Regions from separate parts of the Anas platyrhynchos genome. Here region 1 is linked to region 2. Evidence: chromatin contacts called from public Hi-C data. All regions are on one chromosome and are shown on one strand. The core of a region is the stretch at or near the end of the contact, and the rest is flanking DNA. Distances in the headings are between cores, read along the strand shown. Region 1 overlaps SLC38A1 (solute carrier family 38 member 1). Region 2 has its middle 19 kb from the start of SCAF11.

Region 1 (6,367 bases), core at 1,054-3,553, 42 kb before region 2:
CCTGCCTTTGATCAGCTGAGTAGCCTGTCGAGACTTAATTCGGGGACTCTTCCCTTCCTTCCTGCAGCCTGGAAGGGCAGCACAGAGCGCGATGGGGCAGAGCAGGAGCGTTTTCCCGTTGCGAAGCAAGGTCACAGCGCCGAGGAGGGCTGAGCATCTGCGTCTGTGCACATCACTCCTTTCTCATCGCATCCTTCTCCAAGCTTCCTTGTCGAGTCTCCTCTCACTGGCTTGTTTCTCACCACTACCTTCTTTATTTTAACTGTTCCCTCTCCACGTGCTGGGAGGGCTCTGTGCGAGAGGAGCCTGGATGTGGAAGGTGACCGCTTGTAGTCACCGAGCCAACAGCTGCTGCAGCTGGGAGGGCTTTTGGTAACCTCATTCCCCACGGCCTGACGGGGTTGCTGCTGGTTTCAGGGGCACGCTGGCACCTCCTTGGCCCCCCCGAGCCAGGGTGGCTGGGGTGAACCCGCTTCCTTCCTCCCACTCCCAGGGCTGCAGAGGGGCAGTACCAAGTAGCTGGAGGCAGTGACATTTTCAGCAGCTCAGATGTTTGCTCAGTGGATGTGAGTCAGTCTTTAATTTCCAAGCTCTTTTGTTATCTCAGTGGCGCTTCTCTCATCTCTCCATTTTGTCCTTCATATAGGTTAGGAGTAAAACAGGAACTTGATGTTCCAGATGTCAGGTGTCACTAATGCTGCACAGAAAGGAGGTGGTTGATTCTCAGCCTTTCAACGTGATACTGTTACGTCTAAAACCTATTATTGCTTTTTGTCATCTAAGCAAATAGTCCGTACGCAGAGTTTCAGGCTCGGCGTTTCATTATTTATATCCATGGAGTCTTACCGGTCACGTTGCTTTTCTTTGAAAGAACTTTCAACAGTATGAGCAAAGAAAGATGTATCATATCTCAGTCTTTGCGGGAGTGAAACGGCGTGTGAGAAACTCGGGTGCTGGATTCTGATACCTCCTAACCGAACAAGAGGGAGTTCTATTGGCAAAACCCCTTCCGGCCAGAAAGTTGAGTCATATTTCAGCTTTTAAGTAAATTGTCTTGAATTCCATGCTTAAAATTGCTTAGTGTGTCTTGGATATTTGCCATCCCAAAGACTGCGGGAAATGTGCAATGAATGAAGTGTGCGGTGAGTGTACAAGTCAACGTGATGAAAACCATACCCAGAGATAGGCAAGATGGTGTCTGGCCCTTCCCAAACCCTGCCACATAGCTGGGCAGCTTCTGGGCAGCCATGTGTCCTAAGATGGCACTTTTTGAGTGATGGCATTTGCAGGGTATGACAACAAATACCTGTAAGTTACAGCATCACCATTACCACCAGTAGTGATATTACTGTTAAATATCCTGCTTCTAACAAAGGGTTTTCTGATAATACAGCTCTTCCAGGTACTGCCTAGAAAGGGTTCATGCCCGAGTCAGGAGAAGAATTAAGTTAGATTGTCTGCATGACCATATTTTTTCAAATACAAACTTTTTGAGCCTGTTTCTACTGTTGTGGAACTTTGACAGTCCAGAAGAGTGGAGTAGCAGGATTTGTTTTTTTCTTTTGATATTTCAGAAGGAAACAGAGAAGGGAGCCCAGCTCTTGGAATGTGCTTTAATGGCTTGTAAAGGTCTCCATGTCCTTGAGGAAAATAAACTTGTTTTATCTTCTTGTGTCATCTCACTGTCCTCCTCCTGAAGTCTGTGACCAGTTGTAATCTTTCCCATTTTCTGCAAGGAGCACACGATGAGTAAATTATCCATAATGGTTTTTACAGGACATGTCATGGGATGTCTAAAGAGAAATCCAAGCTCATAGGCCACTGCAGAGCTTTTTCTACTGAACTGAGGGCCTGAATCAGCTACCAAACACAGACCTTTGAGCTTCCTTTAGAAGTGACTTTAGCCTTTTCTGGTTTTCTCTCAGGGCAATTCATACTTCAGTGAACTATTTGCCCATGTGAGTGGGAAAGTTTGAAGTAAGGGCAGAATTCTTGTTTTGTTTTTGTTGTTTTTTTTTTTCTTGCTGATTTATTCTGTGTGTCTGGAGACTGTCTGGTTTGACTGCAAGTATCTGAAACTTCTCTGTTTGGGAAGTTTAACGATGGTCAGAGTAGCAAGCACAGTGGGATTGCTGCAGCCACTCTTCAGATTATTTTTAATTCATATTAAATAATCAAGCTCAGTCAAGGATTTTTTTTGCCAAGATAACGTTTTTATTTTCTTTTATCTTATGACATTGCTTGAATGAAAAGGCCTTCGGGTAAAAAAACATCCTTCTTCAAGTACAGCTCAGAATCAACATATAGTGACCCTGACTAGTTGAAGCTTTTCTTTTTCCTTCCCACAGCATCACTGGCACCTACACCAGAGGCACAGCTTGCTTCCTTCCCTCTGCCTTTCCAGCTCAGCATGGCTGGGCAAGTTGTCGTCTGGCAGTGCCCAAAGCTGATGGGCAGCACGTGGGGAGAAAACCCGGCTGATGTGAACCCTGACCCTGGGGGACTGTCAGTGTTGTTTGGGACCTGTGCGCTGATCGTCACAATGAGCAAAATAAAGCCTGCAATGTAAAATGGGAGTTTTGGGGGTGAAATTCCTGCAGCCACTTGTAGTACTCTGCTGACTGCTGAGGGGGCGTAGGGTGGTTAGCTCTGACAAAGGATTTGCACTGTATATATCTAAGGAAAGTTATCTTTGCAAAATTGTGGCGGTTTGCTTAGAGTTTTTTTCCAGATATCACACATATCACCTTTCTCTCTGAACCTGTGAGCACTTCACAGACTGAGCAGTATTGTTGCTATTGTCATCCCAGCTTTACAGATGGAGGTGCCAGGGATGGTGTGGTTATCCTTCGCCAAAGGCTTGCAGTGAGTTCACGCCCCGTGACAGTTTCAGTCCCCAGCCCCGTGGTTCTCTCTTCGCTGCCCTCATGTTTTGGCACTGAGATCAAGTGTTCTCATACTTGAAAGTGCAATGAATTATTTTGTTCAACAGTGTTTTTGGTTTCAGGGTTTTGTTTTGTTTAAGTAATTCCCTTAACTTAGCGAGAACCTAGTACAGGCTCCAAAACACTGTCACGCTGTTGCAGGAGCCACTCATCTGTCTGAAATCTGGAATCTGCTGAAGTTGTTGCTAATGTTTCAGCTGGCTTCGGTTGCACTAGCATTTTGCTGCATCTTCATTCAATCCTTTTTTGTGTGTGTGTGTGTGTGTGTGTCGAATCTGAGCCTTAGTTCAAACAAACAAACAAACAAACAAACAAACAAAAAGTCATTACTTTTGCATTGCAAAGATGCCATGCAAATGAACCAACGAGCCACTCCTGTCGGTCCAGCCCCAGCGTTTCAGCTGCACCACAGCAGAAAGGAGAAGCAGGAGCTGCACGTCAATGAGCTGTGCAGACTGCTTTCCAGCACACTGTTTACCTCACAGAAGGGTGAATTTCAGCACCTGTTTTTGAACATGCTCAGTGTGGAATTTCTTAAGCACACAGGCAGCGGCAGGGCGATTGGGAAAATCCTCTTGGGGGACCGAGATGCAAAACAGCCCCCAAAGGGAAAGTTGTACTGCTTGAATTTCAGAGGAGTCTCTGCATAGCTTTAAAAATGTCAGCAGATACAGATCTCGGCACAGACACTGCCACTTCTATTAAGGCATTGTTTATTTTAGGAGCTCACGGTCACAAGAAGCTTCAGGATGCAGTGTGCTCGGCCCTTGCTACCTCAGCAGCCACTGCCTCCTATGGCTTTATCCTTTCAGAAAAAGATCACGCTTCCCTTCCAAAATAGGTAGACTGTTTTATGCCTCTGGGAAGACTGTTCCAGAATGTCACCGCCAGAGCCACCCCCTGTTTGCCAGCCTGCAGCCGTTTGTCAGCAGTGTGCTGCCATGGAAGCACCCAGGAGGACAGGCCCTGATCCCATGGAGCTGCCCCGGCTCTACCCCTGGTGCGCTGGGGCAGCATGGGCTTTTCTAAGAGCACACCTGAACTTCAAGATGAAATTATTTCTGAGAAACCACTTACAGGGAAACGGGCCCCTTTGCAAAGGCCTCCTCCGTGCGCTGGGGAGGTGGCATAAGCCAGCCCAAAGCATCGGGTCCTGTAAAGTTAGTTGGGGATGCTCTTGCTTCCGTGGTTGCCTGTGAGTAGTTTGACGGTTTTGAGGTAGCTCTGAGGGTTTGAGAAAATATCCCCAAATGGATCTGGTATGTGAGCATTCCCCATGTACCCCAGGGTGAATTGCAAATCATTGTTTGGCAGTCGGGCAAACCATTCATTCACAAAATGGGAATTAAGAGAGCTGTGGTGCGGGAGCTGGTTTCTGAATAACAATCCAGTGCCTCAGCATCATGCAGGAGTTGTTGTTCAGCTGAGAGTGGTCAGGCTCCGGAAAACGTTGGTCTTTCAGTTGATTTGCATTTCTGACAAGGAAATGTGTCTGTAGCAGCCTCGCTTGATCTGCCTTTGGTGTTTTTGCTTTTATGCAATGCATCTGTCAGTGGAGAGACCTCCTGATCTCTAAATAATAATTGCTTGGCACAAGCGGTACGTTATTCTTTCTACGTATGAGGTGTAAGCTTAGAGACCTGTTTCTGTCCCTGTTCAGCATAAGTTCATCCATACACAGAGTATCCTTTGTAAATCTTCTTTACCAAAAAAAAAAAAAAAAAACTTCATACATTCAACTACCTGGAGTACAGATAGCAGCAGAGGAGAGCACTGTGATAACTCTGTCCCTCTGTTTCTCCACTTAGCAGCGGCACAGAAGTGAGGTATTTTATATTTTTAAGTAAAAGGCAACAGCGAGAACATACAGAAGATGAACACAGAGTAACTAAATGGGCCTTGGGCAAGCAAACCATTTTATTTTTATTCCTTAATTTGTAGGTTGTGAGTCTCTTTCTTCTGAAACAAACAGAATTGGTTTGCTCACCAATTTATATCTACCAGTACCATCCTCAGTAATCGGTTGCGGGACTGGGTAAATTTGTAAGGTCAGGACTGAGTAATTTTGTAAGGATCTCATTGAGGAGTTTAACATCACTATTCTTCTGCAATGCATTTATGTTGCAGCCTCAAGTGCTTCTAATAATATCAAATTGGTTGGTAGCATGGTCCCTCTTGTCCAGGTGTCACTGCATTCTCCTGGTCATATTGCCTGCTGCTGGTGTGCACATACATTTTGGGCTTTTTCTGTTTCACCTAGGTCACTGACACTGTGGCTGCAGATTACCCACCAGACCTCAACCAAACACTAACATTTCGAGAAACAGTTGGATACGTACAGTTCCTCGCCCAGGATGCCATTCAAAGCTGGATTAGAACTGACTGAATTGCAGAATATGACTGTCCCCGAAGATGATAACATCAGCAATGATTCAAATGATTTCACAGAGGTGGAAAATGGCCAGATAAATAGGTGAGTATTTTTCCACTGACGCTGCCTGCGCTAAGAAACACACTGTTTAAAAACAGCATTCTAATTTTCAGTATATGTTTTGAATTATTCATCACCAAGTCATGCTCCATTTGAAGATGTAATTTGAATTTCATATGTGACATCTGTTGGGCATAGGCTGCAACAGCAGATAAAGCAAACAGAGTGGCAATTTATTCATCGTTTCGAATCTTTCAAATTAGTCTAATAAAATGCACAAACATATAATGTAGCAAAAAGCCAACATTCTGGGACCTCAACTCGCATACAGTGGAGAAGTAATAATAATAAATGCAATTCGACCAAGAGAATAGCAGGGGGCAGATCACTTTGTTGACCTTCGGTCTCTGCTGTGACAGTTGTAACCTGCCTGGCCACATCCCTGGCCCCAGGCTTGTGGCATGTGCGGCTGGCACTCACTGTTCACTACGGGGTGGGATGGACCAGGCAGCAGTATCTGTCCCCAAGGCAGGGAGAGCAAGGGGCTGGTCAGAGACCTGCATCTAACTCGTGTCCACCTGAGGACCGCAGCTCTTTATCAGTTCGGGTGAAAACTGGCCATTGAGTTTCCTACAGGATAGTCATTTACAGGGATGTGATGGCACATCTGCCAGGTGTCTCCGCTGGGCACTAGCATCCAACAGGTGTTGAGATCTGCTGCCATGCCCCGGCTGGGTTTTGCAAGCTGTAGAGCACAAAGCTGTTTTCTGACCAAGGTTCCTGCTGAAGTGCTGAGCCCCAGGGGGCAGGGCTGGAGCCAGCCTGGCCGGGGAAGTCCTGGGGCAACCGCCAGCTGCACCCTGCAGTGCTGCGACCACAGCGCAGCTGCGCTGGTGGAGGTGAGGGCTGGTCAGGAATTTTCTGATGCAACTGCTTTGATGGAAAGTGCCAGGGCAAAACGCAAACCACTTCTGTTAAAAAAAAAAAAAAA
Region 2 (6,340 bases), core at 3,716-6,215:
AGCTGCCTCACAGCGGTGACGGCACTGCCTGCCTGGCTGCCGCCCGCCTCCAAGTCTATGGGGTGTAGCCACAGGCCCAGCCCCACAGGCACTCCTGCCCCAGAGAAACAGCCAGAAGGTACCCGGGGCCAAGAGCCACGTCCCCTCCTCAGAAGCCTCGTGTCCTCTTCTCAGAGGCTGGGTGCAGCTCCAGCCCCCTCCCCTGCCTGTCGTGGCCCTTTGGCAGTGTATTTGCCTCACAGCTGGCAAGCTCTGCTGCCAGCTAGGAAAAGCTGGTGACGTTTGGCTGGTTTTTGGTGGAGAGCATTACTTCAGGCTGTACTCTGTGGAAGCACCAGGCACTGACCATGCTCATGACAGGCTCCTGTGAGCTCTTCCTTCCTGCACACCTCTGGGGACCTGCACTCAGGTAATATCCTAAAAGCAGCTCTTCCCAACACCTGCTGATTTTCCAGTAGGGCTCACTTTGTGTAAACTTTGCAAAAGCTGGAGCAAATTGCTAAGGCAGGTTGCCTTGGCCATTGGAAAGATGTAAAGACCAATCCTAACAGTCAAGGAAGGATTTGGGGTTACCGCTGGATGTCCCTAGGGGTGATGTGATGCAAGGTCATTCATCACTTTGCCCCAACCAGTAAGGCAGTGACCTCCCATCTTGCTGACGGGGCACACACGTGTAGCACACACATAAGCACACCATGTTTCTGACCACCCAATCTGCCACAGGCAGAACAAAATTTCAGTGTGTGAAATAACACACATGATGAATTTAACCACGCTTTGAGGCCACCTGAAGGTGCTCAGATGCCACCATGGTGAGCGTTAGGCATAAAGCAGCCAAGGGATTGCTCATGCTGTGGCCACAGGCCTGCCCTGTCCCACTACCACCTATTACAGACTGGCCCTGCAGCCCAGGCAGAGCTGCTGCCACCTTGCCTCACCCAAGACAGCCTCAAGTTGTGCCAGGGCAGGTTTAGATTGGATATCAAAAAGAATTTCTTCACAGAGAGGGTGTTCAAGCATTGGAATACGATGCCCAGGGAAGTGATGGGGTCCCAACCGGAGGTATTTAGGAGATTTGTTGACATGGCACTAAGGGACATGGTTTAGTGATGGGACTCAGTAGGTCAGGTTTGATGGATTGATGACCTTGAAGATCTTCTCTGACCTAGATGATTCTAAGATAGCTTGGGTTGCTCATCCCTTCCCTTTGCAGCTTCTCGTTAGCCACACAGCATTGGATGGCAACAAGCTTTGTGCAGAGATGTTTGGCAGCAATTGCAAAGATGAAAGCTACGTACTAGTTGCAGTAGCATCAGATGTGGTTTCCCCTCTGCTCTCCAACTGAAGACAGGCAGAAGAGCACAGCTAGGGGCTCCTTGCAGGCACACACCCTCTCAGTTCTGCTCCTGAGACTCACAATGACCAAACCTGTGCCTCACAGGTACAGTGTTTGTCTGGGGGTCTCACCACAGCCTTCAAACCATGTGTGCTGATGCAGGATGGGGTACAACCTAGTCTCTTCACCAGAGCTGGATGTTTTTCTCCAAAATGCTCCATCAGACTGTGTTCGCCTCCGATGTGCTGCTTCATCCTTCTCCCTGTGTTTCTATGGAAACTGCTCTCACCTCTGTTCACTGCTCACGCGGCCATCAGCATCCCGTCCTGAGCTTTGGGGGCTGCAGAGGAGCTGGTGAGCATCTGATGAGGATGTGTCCACGCAGGTGGGCTCTCCAAAGGCTCACATGGAGGGTACTTGTCCCTGCTGCACTGCAGAGCACACAGATAATTTTCTCCCTCTGTGGTCTGCTCCCACATCCACCACTATCACCACCACAGCATCGTGGCCGTCACCCAACCCATTTCCATCCACAAGCAAGAGGTGGGAGGAGGATGAGGCATGAGCCTCATGCTGCCAAGTTTTCACACATGGCCCAGAGCACGAAGGGTCTGTTGGCCAAATGTCTCCCTAGCCTCCGGGACCAGCTCTGCGGAGCCCCAGCCACGTTCTTGGATGCTCAGCCCACCACAGAAATGTGGTGAACATGGTGCTCAGCGGCTTTGCCGAAGGAGACGAACATGTCAAGTATAAAAAAGTGTTGTTCTGCCCTGGGTAATTATACTGGAGCAGAGCAGAGCTAGGTGCCAAGGTATTGGAAAGTGTTATGATAACAAAGAAAGTCATAAAGAGGGTGGAGAAATTTTTACGACGTGAGATCAGATTAATGACCCGTACAACGACTGCAGTAAAAACAGCAGCATACAGATGCTACAACATTTGTAGAACACATTTCTTGAAACCCTAACTAAAGCCTGTAATTTCCTTGGATGTAAAAAAAAAAAAAAAAAAAAATTATATGTTCGTTCTCTGACAAAGGCGGTTCTTGCACACTCTGAAGCCTCCTCGGGCTTTGTGCAGACAACAGCTCCCACTAGGATTTTTACATGAAAGCTGGGTCTCCTATTAATTTTCAGATACCGTTTGTAAATAATCAGAGAAGTACCAGATGCCGGAGAAACAACTTCCCTGCCATAACAAGGAATTATATATCTCTGGCAATTAGATCATCATAAAATAAAAGGAAAACAAGCATCAGTCTGCCATTCTTGCATTCAGTGGCATTTAAACAATGAAAGCAGTCTCTTTTACTACAGCTGGCAGCCTTCCAGCAGCACTTTGAAAAGGCAGTGTGGCCTCCGTGTAAATTGATAAACAATCTTGTTGAGCAACAGGCACAGGAACATTCAAGCCTTTGTTAAATTTTGACTCGAGTGGAGCACTAATTGGCATCTTTCCGGGCAGAACAAACAGGGTCAACCTCGTTGCTTTACACAGGCAGATTATTTTAACCAGAACACACGGCTAATGAAACAGAACCCAGGACTGGGGATGCTAAAAGATGCAGAAATGGCTTGATTTCTTAAAGAGCTCTGGTTGGGGGCAAAAAATCAAACTTGGTTGGTTAAAAAACTTGAATAACTGAGGCCTAGCTGTGTTGGTGGCTTCAACACCAGCTTAGGCTCACTACAGAAGCAGATGTTTCATCTTCACTTGGGTTTATTTCCTGCTGATCACTGACCATAACGTTCAGGACCAACACAATCCAGAGAGGGGATAATATCCTCACCTCTGCTCTGGGCCAAGGATCAGAAATCTTTTGTACGGGGCTGTTAGGGCCCACCAAGATGCAGAGAAGTCTCCGGTGTGCGGGAAGTGTGCTCAGACACCTTCCTGCCAGCTAATTACCTCCTGCTGCCCAGTGCTCCTGCACATCTCTGCCTGCTCCAGAGTACACTGGGGCAAGCTCGGCTCTTCTCTCTTCCTCTTTGTGATGGAGCAGAGCACAAACCCTGCCAAGCAGAAAGTGCACCCCATGAAGTCTGCATCCCCCAGGCAGGCAGCTAAAGTACCAAGCAAGTGGGGTGGCACCGCAGCTCACCAGGCAAACAAGTCAGCGACACTTTGACTTCTCTGGGGAAAATTTTACTAAAAAAGGGAGATCAATTATAAATTAGTTCATTCAAATTAGAACATGGCCATATTTACATTACAACCCTCTGTCAAGCACAAGAGACCATTAGTCCTGTTTACTGCAGAAATAACCTATACCTCCTTTGAGGGCACCTGAACACCACTTAGGCTCAGGACTGTCGTCTAAAATTGGACATTTTTTGATTTGGATATTTACAAACAGCCCAGATGCCAGTAAACAAAATAGGTCAAAACCAATAGCTAGAAAAAATAATCTTGCTACATGCTCTTTACCTTCCCACCTACCTCTGAGAAAACAGTGCGGTTAGCACAGCTGAGCAATGAAAACAACATCCACAAAAAGCAGGATTCATTGAAGCCAGCTCCGAGAGCTGTGCTTTTCACATGGGGACGGAGGTGGCGAGGGCACTTACCCACAAGAAGAACCTGCAGTGTTTCCAACCCTGGTATTTTGTAGAGGTGCACCAAAGGAAGCACTGTCCCAGCACAGAGTCCATAATACCTCTGCTACCTTGCTGGGGAAGTACTAACTTTGGGAAGTCCTGTGTCTCAAAGCTGCAAGAGTTTTCACGTGTCCTCACCACTGCTCTGCCCAGCAAATATTTGGTCCCAGGGACCTTCAGGAAGATCAGGATGAACCCACAATCTAATTACAATAAGCTGTACAACAGCCATATACAAATGCTGTATGTTTTCAGAGAATGAGGAGCTCATTAACTGTTAACAACGATGCCATTAAGAATGTTGTGTTTTACTAGCAAAAAAATTTAGCCACAAAGATGTTGTGTTGGCAGAGCTTTTTTCACAAAGGTCACTGGGAGCCACCACAAAGTGGTAAGAATACTACTGAAAGGGACCAGACTAATTTACTGATTACATACACAAAAGATTACTTCCAGACATCACTTCAAAAGACTTTCCAAGGTTCACAGCCTGCTACAAACTGGTTAAAGTTCACTGTGGTCAGTGGAATCAGCCTTAGTTTTATACAATCAGGCTAAATGCTTTAGATTTGCACAATCTGAAGAACTTCCTCAAAGCTTCTCTACTAAGATATACGTCAATTGCTTTGAGGGGGATTGATAGGAATGTTAGGTAGGTTTTAAGACTTTTTATCTTTTATTGCTGCTGTAGGATTTATATTTTATTGATTCTGACCTTGGTATGAAATGAAAAATATTATTCAAAGTGACTCTGTAAAAGACGTTGATAATCAACCAACAGGCAGGATAACAAATAGCAAAGGATGCCCATGTTGTACTGCTGAGGAGAACATTGGAAGGAATGAAAACCACCACAGTGGAGTTGTAGGAGCTCCGGGAGCTTGCAGATGATACTGAATTGGGAGGAGCTGATGACTCCATTGAGGGTGGTGAGGCCTTGCAGAAAGATCTAGATAGGTTGGAAAGCTGGATGATCACCAACAATATGGAGTTTAACAAGAGCAAGTGCCCAATTCTGTACCTGGGAAGGGGTAACCTTGGATATACGTACAGATTGGGGGAAAAGATGCTGTATATGAGCCCCGCAGAAAGGGATCTGGAGGGTTTTGGTTGACAGCAAGCTGAACATGAGCCAGCAGTGTGCCCTGGCGGCTGAAGGGCCAACCGTACCCTGGGGTGCATCAAGCACAGCATTGCCGGTCGGTAGAGGGAAGGGATGGTCCTGCTCTGCTATCCACAATGTGTGCATTCTGTGCAGTTTTGGGCAACACAGTAAAAGAAAGATATAAAACTGTTAGAAAGTGTCCAAAGGAGGGCTGCAAAAATAGTGAAGGGCCTAGAGGGCAAGATGTATGAGGAGCAGATGAGGTCCCTTGGTTTGCTCAGCCCAGAGCAGAGCAGGCTGAGGGGAGGCCTCATGGCGGCCTGCAGCTCCCTCACAAGGGGAGCGCAGGGGCAGGCGCTGAGCTCTGCTCTCTGGGGTCAGCGACAGGACCCGAGGGAACGGCATGGAGCTGGGACAGGGGAGGGTCAGGTGAGGGGTTAGGGAAAGGGTCTGCACCCACAGGGTGCTCGGGCACTGGGACAGGCTGCCCAGGGCGGTGGGCATGGCACTGAGCCTGCTGCAGTTCAAGAAGTGTCTGGACAACGCTCTCAGATACATGGTCTGATTTTGGGGTGGTCCTTTGGGGACCCAGGAGTTGGACTCGATGATCCTTGTGGTTCCCTTCCAACTCAAGACATTCTGTCAGCTGTAGAAGAAAATCATCAGCTGCAGGACTTTCTTCTTGTGGCCTACACACGCAGGCTAATCCCTGACAAATTACCCAATGGAGAGGCAAATCAGCACGGACACCAGCCTTTCAGCACTATCCCACTAGGCTTTGCAGCAACACTGCATGCTATAGAAAATGCATCTGCTCTTAACACTGGTTAAACTAGGTCACCAGAAGTGTTTCTTCCTGCACTGTCATTTTGAATCTGAACATGCAGAAACTGCAGCGTACGAGTTCCTGCGGATGGGCCTGTGGAACAAAACCACCTTGCCAGGAAGGAAACTAGGGGCTAGTGCAATCCTCAGCACTACTCTCAGCATTTTTCATGGTGTTAGGTCTGGGATAAGATAGATACTGGGTGTTTTGCTTTGACAGCTGAAAAAAATAGTCATACTACAACTCTCATATGTGCTTGTCATTTAGCAGCCCTGCTCCTGTTACTTGTTATGGCCTTAACAAGTCTGCAAGACAGTGGGTGCCTCCTGCTTTTTCTGTTTCAAGTCAGCAGATGGTGCTTTTAGAAGGACTATCTTCTATCTCGGCTGCTTTAGAGCCAAAGGAGTTTGGTAGACCCTGTAAAGAGATGCTCCAGTGAGCTGTGTGTCACCTGGGAAACCTAGAAGGGGAGCAAA

What was found. A called contact is a pair of places that touch in the nucleus more often than the background predicts.
Region 1: a Hi-C map of F5 follicle shows a contact between it and region 2, with 2.1 times the contacts expected there. The contact joins two enhancer-like sites. A contact is called at or near these places in 3 of 8 Hi-C or Micro-C datasets (F5 follicle, skeletal muscle and subcutaneous adipose tissue).

Annotation. Positions count from the first base shown.
Region 1 is chr1:32,772,802-32,779,168 of IASCAAS_PekinDuck_T2T, reverse strand. SLC38A1 (solute carrier family 38 member 1) reads left to right here. Exons shown (of 16, transcript XM_027456755.3): 2 at 5,206-5,418. The coding sequence starts at 5,300. Among named protein-coding and RNA genes, the nearest start is that of SLC38A1, 6.4 kb to the left of the region's middle. Within about 2 kb of position 2,303, at least 2 of the 8 cell types and tissues checked have an H3K27ac peak or open chromatin away from gene starts, as enhancers often do. A contact at or near this core is called in F5 follicle, where this site is marked.
Region 2 is chr1:32,733,991-32,740,330 of IASCAAS_PekinDuck_T2T, reverse strand. No RefSeq gene overlaps it. Among named protein-coding and RNA genes, the nearest start is that of SCAF11, 19 kb to the right of the region's middle. Within about 2 kb of position 4,965, at least 3 of the 8 cell types and tissues checked have an H3K27ac peak or open chromatin away from gene starts, as enhancers often do. A contact at or near this core is called in F5 follicle, where this site is marked.